Regions from separate parts of the Danio rerio genome. Here all the other regions are linked to region 1. A link is a contact called in public Hi-C data. All regions are on one chromosome and are shown on one strand. The core of a region is the stretch at or near the end of the contact, and the rest is flanking DNA. Distances in the headings are between cores, read along the strand shown.

What was found. Hi-C and Micro-C count contacts between places; a contact is called where the count stands out from the background.
Region 2: a Hi-C map of an unstated tissue shows a contact between it and region 1, with 1.9 times the contacts expected there. The contact joins two enhancer-like sites. A contact is called at or near these places in 2 of 18 Hi-C or Micro-C datasets (caudal fin and an unstated tissue) and 1 of 4 datasets of contacts at active chromatin or transcription factors (caudal fin).
Region 3: a Hi-C map of an unstated tissue shows a contact between it and region 1, with 2.8 times the contacts expected there. The contact joins the promoter of tle2b here to the enhancer-like site in region 1. A contact is called at or near these places in 3 of 18 Hi-C or Micro-C datasets (caudal fin, hematopoietic stem cells and an unstated tissue) and 1 of 4 datasets of contacts at active chromatin or transcription factors (caudal fin).

The regions. Positions count from the first base shown.
Region 1 is chr22:21,455,942-21,458,641 of GRCz12tu, forward strand. No RefSeq gene overlaps it. Among named protein-coding and RNA genes, the nearest start is that of trnaq-uug, 2.9 kb to the left of the region's middle. Within about 2 kb of position 1,335, at least 17 of the 62 cell types and tissues checked have an H3K27ac peak or open chromatin away from gene starts, as enhancers often do.
Region 2 is chr22:21,611,077-21,613,967 of GRCz12tu, forward strand. tle2b (TLE family member 2, transcriptional corepressor b) reads right to left here. Exons shown (of 28, transcript XM_073937810.1): 2 at 1,312-1,608; 3 at 929-1,039. Among named protein-coding and RNA genes, the nearest start is that of tle2b, 27 kb to the right of the region's middle. Within about 2 kb of position 1,430, at least 48 of the 62 cell types and tissues checked have an H3K27ac peak or open chromatin away from gene starts, as enhancers often do.
Region 3 is chr22:21,638,053-21,640,752 of GRCz12tu, forward strand. It overlaps tle2b (TLE family member 2, transcriptional corepressor b), which reads right to left and starts at 1,393. Exons shown (of 28, transcript XM_073937810.1): 1 at 1,279-1,393.

The DNA.
Region 1 (2,700 bases), core at 85-2,584:
GTTGTGTATTGGTTTTGTATTTAGAAACATTTCTTTCGTTATTTATATTAGACATCATTACATTATTTTGACACCTGTATACAGCATCTTTTATAAGTTGCAGTTTGCTGTGGTTTAGTTTTGGTAAAAACAAATTATATAATTATATAAATTATAAATTAATTAATTGTATATAAATTATAAATTATATAATATTGGTATTAGAGCTGCACAATATATCGTTTTAGCATCGATATCGCAGTGTGCACATCTGCAATAGTCACATAGCAAAGATATGCAATGTTGAGTCTGGATTATAGTTGAACATGAGCCAAAAATTAATTATTGTATTTATTTATTGTATTTATACAGAATTTATACGATTTATGCAAAAATGATTATTATTTTTTAACATTATCATTATTATATTATTATATAATATTATTATTATTATTATCCCACAGGAAGATAATTTAGCTTGTCATTTTAAAGAAAACTCTTAATTTTAGCTTATGTCTTCTGAAGTTCAAAACAAGTTCTTAATCTAAGAATCTTTAGATATTTAGTCTAGAAATGAGAAAAAGCATAAGAAAATCATATTTTGCATTGTGATTTTTTAAATTTATGTACCTGCATACTGTTAAACGTCCCAGAAAACTATTCAAACCATCTTGTGAAACTGTATTCATATCGCAACAATTATTGCAGAATAAAATATAAAATATCGCAATACCAAATATTGTGATGGTATTTTTTGGAAAATGTTTAATTTTAATAACAATATATTTAAGTATGGCAGCTCGAGAAGGTAATTAAATGAATGAATTTTCAATAGTAAAAATGTTTTAGAATTTATTTAAATAATTTTTACTACAACGTTACCTAATTGCAACCAAATTACAACATTGTAAAATGTTTCAAAGGCGATATTATGAATCCGTTAATCTGCTGACTCATAAAAACTGATCAGAAATGCAGCATTGGATACGAACGGGCTCAAATAAAGACAAAACTGACATGCATTCAACAACAAAATTAATACATCTATGATAATAGCAGACTTATCTCTATATGCAAATGCACCGTCTTGCTTTCAGGTTGAAGCATCTTTTTTTGTCAGCATGAATCATCTTAATTATGGCTTGAATAATTGCTGCGATGGAATTTCAAATTTCGAGGTTTGATATCCTGTGAAGGGTGCAAATGTGCTTGAACAATTGTTTCTGTGTGTGTGTGTGTGTGTGTTTGGATGCTGATGTGGGTCATTACCCCTTCTCTGCCCCCTGGGGAAAGCAGGAAAGAGGAGGAGGGATGGATGGATGGATGGATGGATGGGGGGAGAATTGGAGGATCCCAAGGGAGGAGAATCCAATAAATCAGCCTGCCGTCTCCGTGCTGACATGAGGCTTGTCTGTGAGGGATGTGTGTATGTGTGTGTGTGTGTGTGTGTGTGTGTGTGTGTGTGTGTGTGTGTGTGTGTGTGTGTTTGTGTGTGTGTAGAGGGGATCACAACAACAGCACAGTCTTGTCTAGCCGTCAGTCACCTCCACTCTGGCCTGGAGACACACTCTACGCTATAGACTTTCATTGTTGCTCATTCATTAGTTTTTCTATGGCTGATATATTTATTTAAAAGCTGATGAGTCATCAGTTTTATATTTATCTTGAGCACATTCATAGCAAGGTCACATTCTTTCATTAGTAGACATTGCGATAATTAGCAGATCAAGTCGAGTGCTTAGTGTCACACTTAGAGAGGTTGTTTTTCATATGTTAGAATGTGTTTTGTTTAATGTTTTTTTCCTCTGAGCATAAAATTAGTAATTAGTAATACAACTGTTTTATAGAGAAATGTCATTCAGGGAAACATTCGTTTATACACCACAATATCTTGGCAGGCAGATTTAGAACAACAAAATATTTGACGACACATTAAAAGACGCAAATTTAAAGGGGTGGTTTTTTAAAAGTGGGCCTTGGGCCAATCAATGACCTTCAGATTGCTAGGTTTTATCTATTTGCCAGCTAAATATTTAAAATATAGTAAAAATGTAATTTTCTTTGATTTATTTTGATAAATACAGGTCAAAATAAGTGTTGTTTCATTTTTACAGATTTGTTTTTCTAAAACTGAACAACACTGAACATAATTTCACTCATATTTTGATGTTTTATTGTCACAAATGAAAGTAGAAATAAATAAAATGGAAATAATTAAATGTATAAAATTATATATATATATATATATATATATATATATATATATATATATATATATATATATATATATAATTTAAAAAAATGTAAAGAGTTTGTCGTTTTTCGTTGTACATTTAAGAATTTATGTATATATATTCCACTGTGGGGACCTTGGATTAATAAAGGGACTAAGCTGACAAGAATGAATGAATGAATGAATATATTCCATAGTAAAGTGGACAAAACACTTTACTTTTTTTTGGTAAATGGTGAAAGTAGATAGAAGTAGATAGAAGTAGATAGTAGATAGAAGTAGATAGTGGTCTGGTGGTGGTCTGGTGGTGTAGTAGATAGTGCTGTCGCCTCACAGCAAGAAGGTTGCTGGTTCGAGCCTTGGCTGGTTCAGTTGGCGTTTCTGTGTGGAGTTTGCATGTTCTCCCTTGTGTTGCAGCTGGAAGGGCATCCGCTGCGTAAAAACGTGCTGGATAAGTTGGTGGTTCATTCTGCTGTGGCGCCCCCGGA
Region 2 (2,891 bases), core at 180-2,679, 160 kb after region 1:
GTTTATATACAGATTAATTGTAGGTTTCAGGTCATCAGAAGGAATTAAACATTGTCACTTTCAAGGAGATATGCTGCTCAATCTGCAAGTTTCCATGAAGTCAGCTGCATTTTTAAATACCAGTACTTTATTTGATTTGAAGTTATTCTGGCTTTTTAACATTTCTGTCCCATATATGCACATAAACACGCAAACAAATATGCTGTACACTAGGAGAGGCAGTAGAGAATATTAAAAAGCTCTTTGCATGTACATTACTCCTAATAAAAACAAACAAAGCTAATGCTACTCATGTTTATGTTTCAGTAACATAAGTAGGACTAAGTAGGTACATTTACATATTTTTATCCTATTTCTAACTACATACAGTTGAAGTCAGAATTATTAGCCCCCCTTTGAATTTATTTTTCTTTATTAAATATTTACCAAATGATGTTTAATAGACCAAGGAAATTTCAACAGTATGTCTGATAATGTTTTTTCTTCTGGAGAAAGTCTTATTTGTTTTATTTAGGCTAGAAAAAAAGCTGTTTTTTTATTTTTTAAAAAACATTTTATGGTCAGAATTATTAGCCCCTTTAAGCTATATTTTCATCTATAGTCTACAGAACAAACCATCTTTATACAATAACTTGCTAAATTAACCTAACATGCATAGTTATCCTAGTTAAGCCTTTAAATGTCACTTTCATCTGAATAGAAGTGTCTTGAAGAATATCTAGAAAATATTATTTACTGTCATCATGGCAAAGATAAAAGAAATCAGTTATTATAAATGAGTTATTAAAACTATTATGATTAGAAATGTGATGGGAAAAATCACTGTTAAACAGAAATTTGGGTAAAAAATAAACAGGGGGGCTAATGATTCAAGGGGGTTAATAATTCTGACTTCAACTGTACTATGGTATAAATGGCTTGTCATTACCTTGATGAGCACAATTTTCCACAATAAATCGAGTTTAGCATCTCATATTTGATCCAGTGCAGCACCAGATGGGATTCGTTCCCAAACAATGTCATGAAAACATTTCTTGTCCTAATAAGTTCAAAATAAAAAGAAAACACATTAGTAGCAGGTGGACATATACTGTACCATATTACAAACTGTATTTGTAGAAAGCCATTAAACCGTATCTGAGGCGAGAGTCCTGTCAGCTTTTAAGCGGGAAAATAAGGTGGAAAAAACCAACCACGATGTCGCGAAATAAATAATTTTAATGACTCCACTATTTATTTGTGTTTAATACATAAAACACGCTATTAAAATATCAAGAGAGTGAATTACATGAGATAAATCAGACCCCTCACCTTTTCTCCAGACCACCTTAAAACTTCGCGGCTGTCGAGCTGTCTCCAGCGCTACGCTGATTGGCTGTAACGACCCATCCGTTCCATCCAATCAAACCAGCAGGGACCCACGTTGGAGCTTGACATCGAGGCAAGAACCAACCAATGGCAGCGTTTGCGTTCGCTGGTTGGCTGGGGTGCGTGAGGAGGGCAGTGTGCAGTCTTCAGGGATTGTGGGCATTGAAGTTCCAATTATTCCGCACCCCCGCCGCTCGCGCCCCCATCTGCCAATCACGCAGCAGAAATGATCACCTATGACTGCAAATGAAAAATGATCAACATGTAGCACCTAGTGTCGACTGCCTCGAACAATTAGTCGAAATAACAAATAAACACTCTCTTTATTTGGTGAGTCATGGTGGCTCTATGATAACCTTGTAAATTAATGAGCAGATTGCTTATTAAACAGATGAAAATTCTGTCATCATTATTCTGTCATGCTGTTCCAGACCTTTATGACTTTTTCATCTGTGCAACAAAAATAAAGAGAATCATAATAGCTCTCATCTTTATTATTTTCCACAATACTGTTTTGTTAGGTTAGATGGTTTGAACATCTAGTGCACTGTAAATAATACAGTGAAGATAACTCGGATAGTATTGAGGGCATTTGGGGGACTTTATATTGTACTTTTTAGCTACAAAAGCCTAATATTTAAAATATTTAGAGTTAAATTAGATATACTCCACAATAAAATAAAAACAACATAATAATTAGCCTACTACATTGTAAGGACTTAAATATTTAATATAACATTTGTATATTTTAAAATGTGTATACATATATACATACATACATATATATATATATATATATATATATATATATATATATATATATATATATATATATATATATATATATATATATATATATATATATATATATATATATACACACACACACACACACACACACACACACACAAACAGTTGAAGTCAAAACTATTGGCCTCCCCTTAAATTTTTTCTTTTTTTGATATTTCCCAAATGATGTTTAACAGAGCAAGGGAATCTTCACAGTATGTCTGATAATAGTTTTTTCTTCTGGAGAAAGTCTTACTTGTTTTATTTCAGCTGGAATAAAAGCAGTTATTAAGTTTTTAAACATCATTTTAGAGTCAAAATTATTAGCCCCTTTAAGCTATATATTTTCCTTTGATAGTCTACAGAACAAACCATCATTATACAATAAATAGCCTAATTACCCTAACCTGCCTAGTTAACCTAATTAACCCAGTTAAGCATTTAAATGTCACTTTAAGCTGTATAGAAGTGTCTTGAAAAATATCTAATCAAATATTATGAATTGTCATCATAGCAAAGATAAAATAAATCAGTTATTACAAATGAGTTATTAAAACTATTATGTTTAGAAATGTGTTGAAAAAAATATTTTCTCTGTTAAACAGAAATAATATATATATATATATATATATATATATATATATATATATATATATATATATATATATATATATATATATAAATGTTCATTTTTGATGGAAATTTCAGACGGCACATATATATATATATAATTA
Region 3 (2,700 bases), core at 143-2,642, 180 kb after region 1:
CTAGGAGGAAGCCCGCGTACCACTAGTGGTACGCGTACCACAGTTTGAGAACCACTGGTTTAGGGGATGTTTTTCTTTTTCTTTTTCTTCCAGAGATAAATGCTCTCAAATCTCAGAGCTGTCGGCCAAGCAGTGCTTTCTATTTACAGGAGAGGTAGAACGAGAAAAGGAGGAGTGGATGGATGAGAAGAGAGGAGGATTAGAAAAACAGTCTGACAGTCCTTCTCTCCCATGGTTCAACTCAGTCAACGGGAAGCGAACAAGAGAGATATCAGAAGACAAGAGGGTAAAAAGAAAAATGAGCAAGATAAAGATGACTATGCTGACCCTCTCTGGAAAGAAAGAAGGGATGGGGTAAAAAAAGGCAAGCGAGAACAATGAGATGATGAGTTTGGAGCAAGCCTGAAGGAACAGAACAAAGAGAAGGAGAGATGGATGAAGAGAGAGAAGGACTGACAGGCCACATGAATAAACTACAGCTGGATGTGTCTCCATTATCACACAGTAAGACATACACAGAGAGAGAGAGAGAGAGAGAGAGAGAGAGAGAGAGAGATTATCATGATTAATCAATGGCCGCTCGTCTTTTAATAATCACCCTTTCACATGTGTATTTTCCTATCCTCTACTCAAGAAACCTGCCGACATCAGCAGAAAATGTCAGGTCACTAACCTTTTTTCATGTATTTTCATGTTTCATTTGAGCCTATTTTAAGTTTTGTTGCATTATTTGTTAGGTTTATTATGCATTTTATTAATCCATCATGTAAATAATTTAAACTTTAAAGTGACAAGCCTTTATCTAAAAAAAGTTACATGTAAAAATAATGTTTAGGCATTTTTTTTATATACAATACTATTTTCTTAATACCATTTCTTTACTGAGAATCTAGTGAGAATATCACACAACCCATTGATGAGGCTTCTGAATTGGATTGTAGCCCATTTGATTTTTAGATGGCTAAATGTCATCTGGACACATACCCATTTTACAACGCGTATGCTTGCAACTTTATTTTAGCCTACATCTCTTCATCCATTTTAATCTTTAAAGCTGGCTTGATCTCACCGGGCTCTGTAAATTGATCACAACAGCTTTTAAGCATTAAAATCATTGTGCTAAACGCCGAGAATGCGACGCGAAATAAACAAAAGCCTGCCTTTCTAACAGCGTTCTGACAGAATATAGGCCACTTTCATATTTATTTAAGCGCTAGGCTCAGATCCAGAGAAATCCTGAGAGACTTTGAGACAGAAAGAGAGAGAAAGAGGTTTTACCAGCAGCTGAAAACACCGAGACAAGGGCAGACTGTCATTCAAAAACCACAATCACGAGGGAGAGGCGCGGGAAGAAAAAAAAACGCCACTGAAGATCACACTGGCACGACTGAGTGAAAGCTCCGCATCTTCAACATCACGATAAAAACAACACGACGAGGACTGGTAAACATTAGCCAACTCTAAACCGAAGGAGAAGTACATCCTTTTCTGTAGTAAAACTGCACGGATAACGGAAAATCCTGTTTTGAACGTCTACATATTTTAACTAGTGGACGTCGAATTGATAAATCCTCTGGTGGTTTTTCTTTGTGCATCTAATCAGTGCAAGAATAACTTGCAAATGATTTTAATATTTGTGATGATAAAATTATGATTTTAATACTTTATACATGAAAAACGTTTGTCACCTCACCTTGCTTACTATCCTGTTCAAAAGTTTACTTTAAGAGCAAATAATTTAATTGACAATTAGCCTGTGATGTAATGAAATTTAATTTGAAATTTAATTTTAATTGGCAAACATAAAAATTAACAAAACCCACATTAATTCTAAACAGCATTGACTCATTTCTGTAATGCAAAGGCATAAATTACTGATTTTAACAGTAGTTTGTATTTGATTTGAAATTTGATTAAAAAAAAGACTTTAGTTTCATGAACTAGGCCTTAATTAATATTTAAAAACAAAAACTAGCAAACTCAATACCATAATGCAAAAAAGCTAACTTCGGGGTGTCCAAACTCGGTCCTGGAGGGCCGGTGTCCTGCATAGTTTAGCTATAACTTCCTTCAACACACCTGTCTGTGAGTTTCTAGTATACCTAGAAAGAGCTTGATGAGCTGGTTCAGGTGTGTCTGATTAGAGTTAGAACTAAAATATGCAGGACACCAGGCCTCCAGGACCGGGTTTGGACACCCCTGAGCTAACTCTTAAAACCATCATTTAAAATAAATAAACGAATACTACTAATGTAAAGGCAAAAAAACCTTTAAAGAACATTTCACTTTCATAAACCATTCACTCAGTACAGTAATGATATCATAATGATATCTTTACTGTGTAACTGACTTAAAGTCTAACTTATTTTTGCCTTGGAGTAATGAAAATTTAGTTTCTAGGGTTTTTTTTTAAACAGCAATGCAATTAAAAATGGTAAGTTAATGAATCACATTATCATAATCAAAAGACATTAGTAAACTTCAAATTATTTTCTGTTTTTGTCAAGATTTTTTTTATCTTGAAATTAACAAGAAATAATGCTCTATATGGGTTCACTACACATGATTTTTTCCATTACCAAAATTTCTTAATTACCAAAGCATATATTTAGGTCTGTATTTATTTGTGTTTTTACCGACATTATTTCAGATCTTCTATAAGTATTTTTGTAAAAATGAACATCATAAAAAGATATTAAG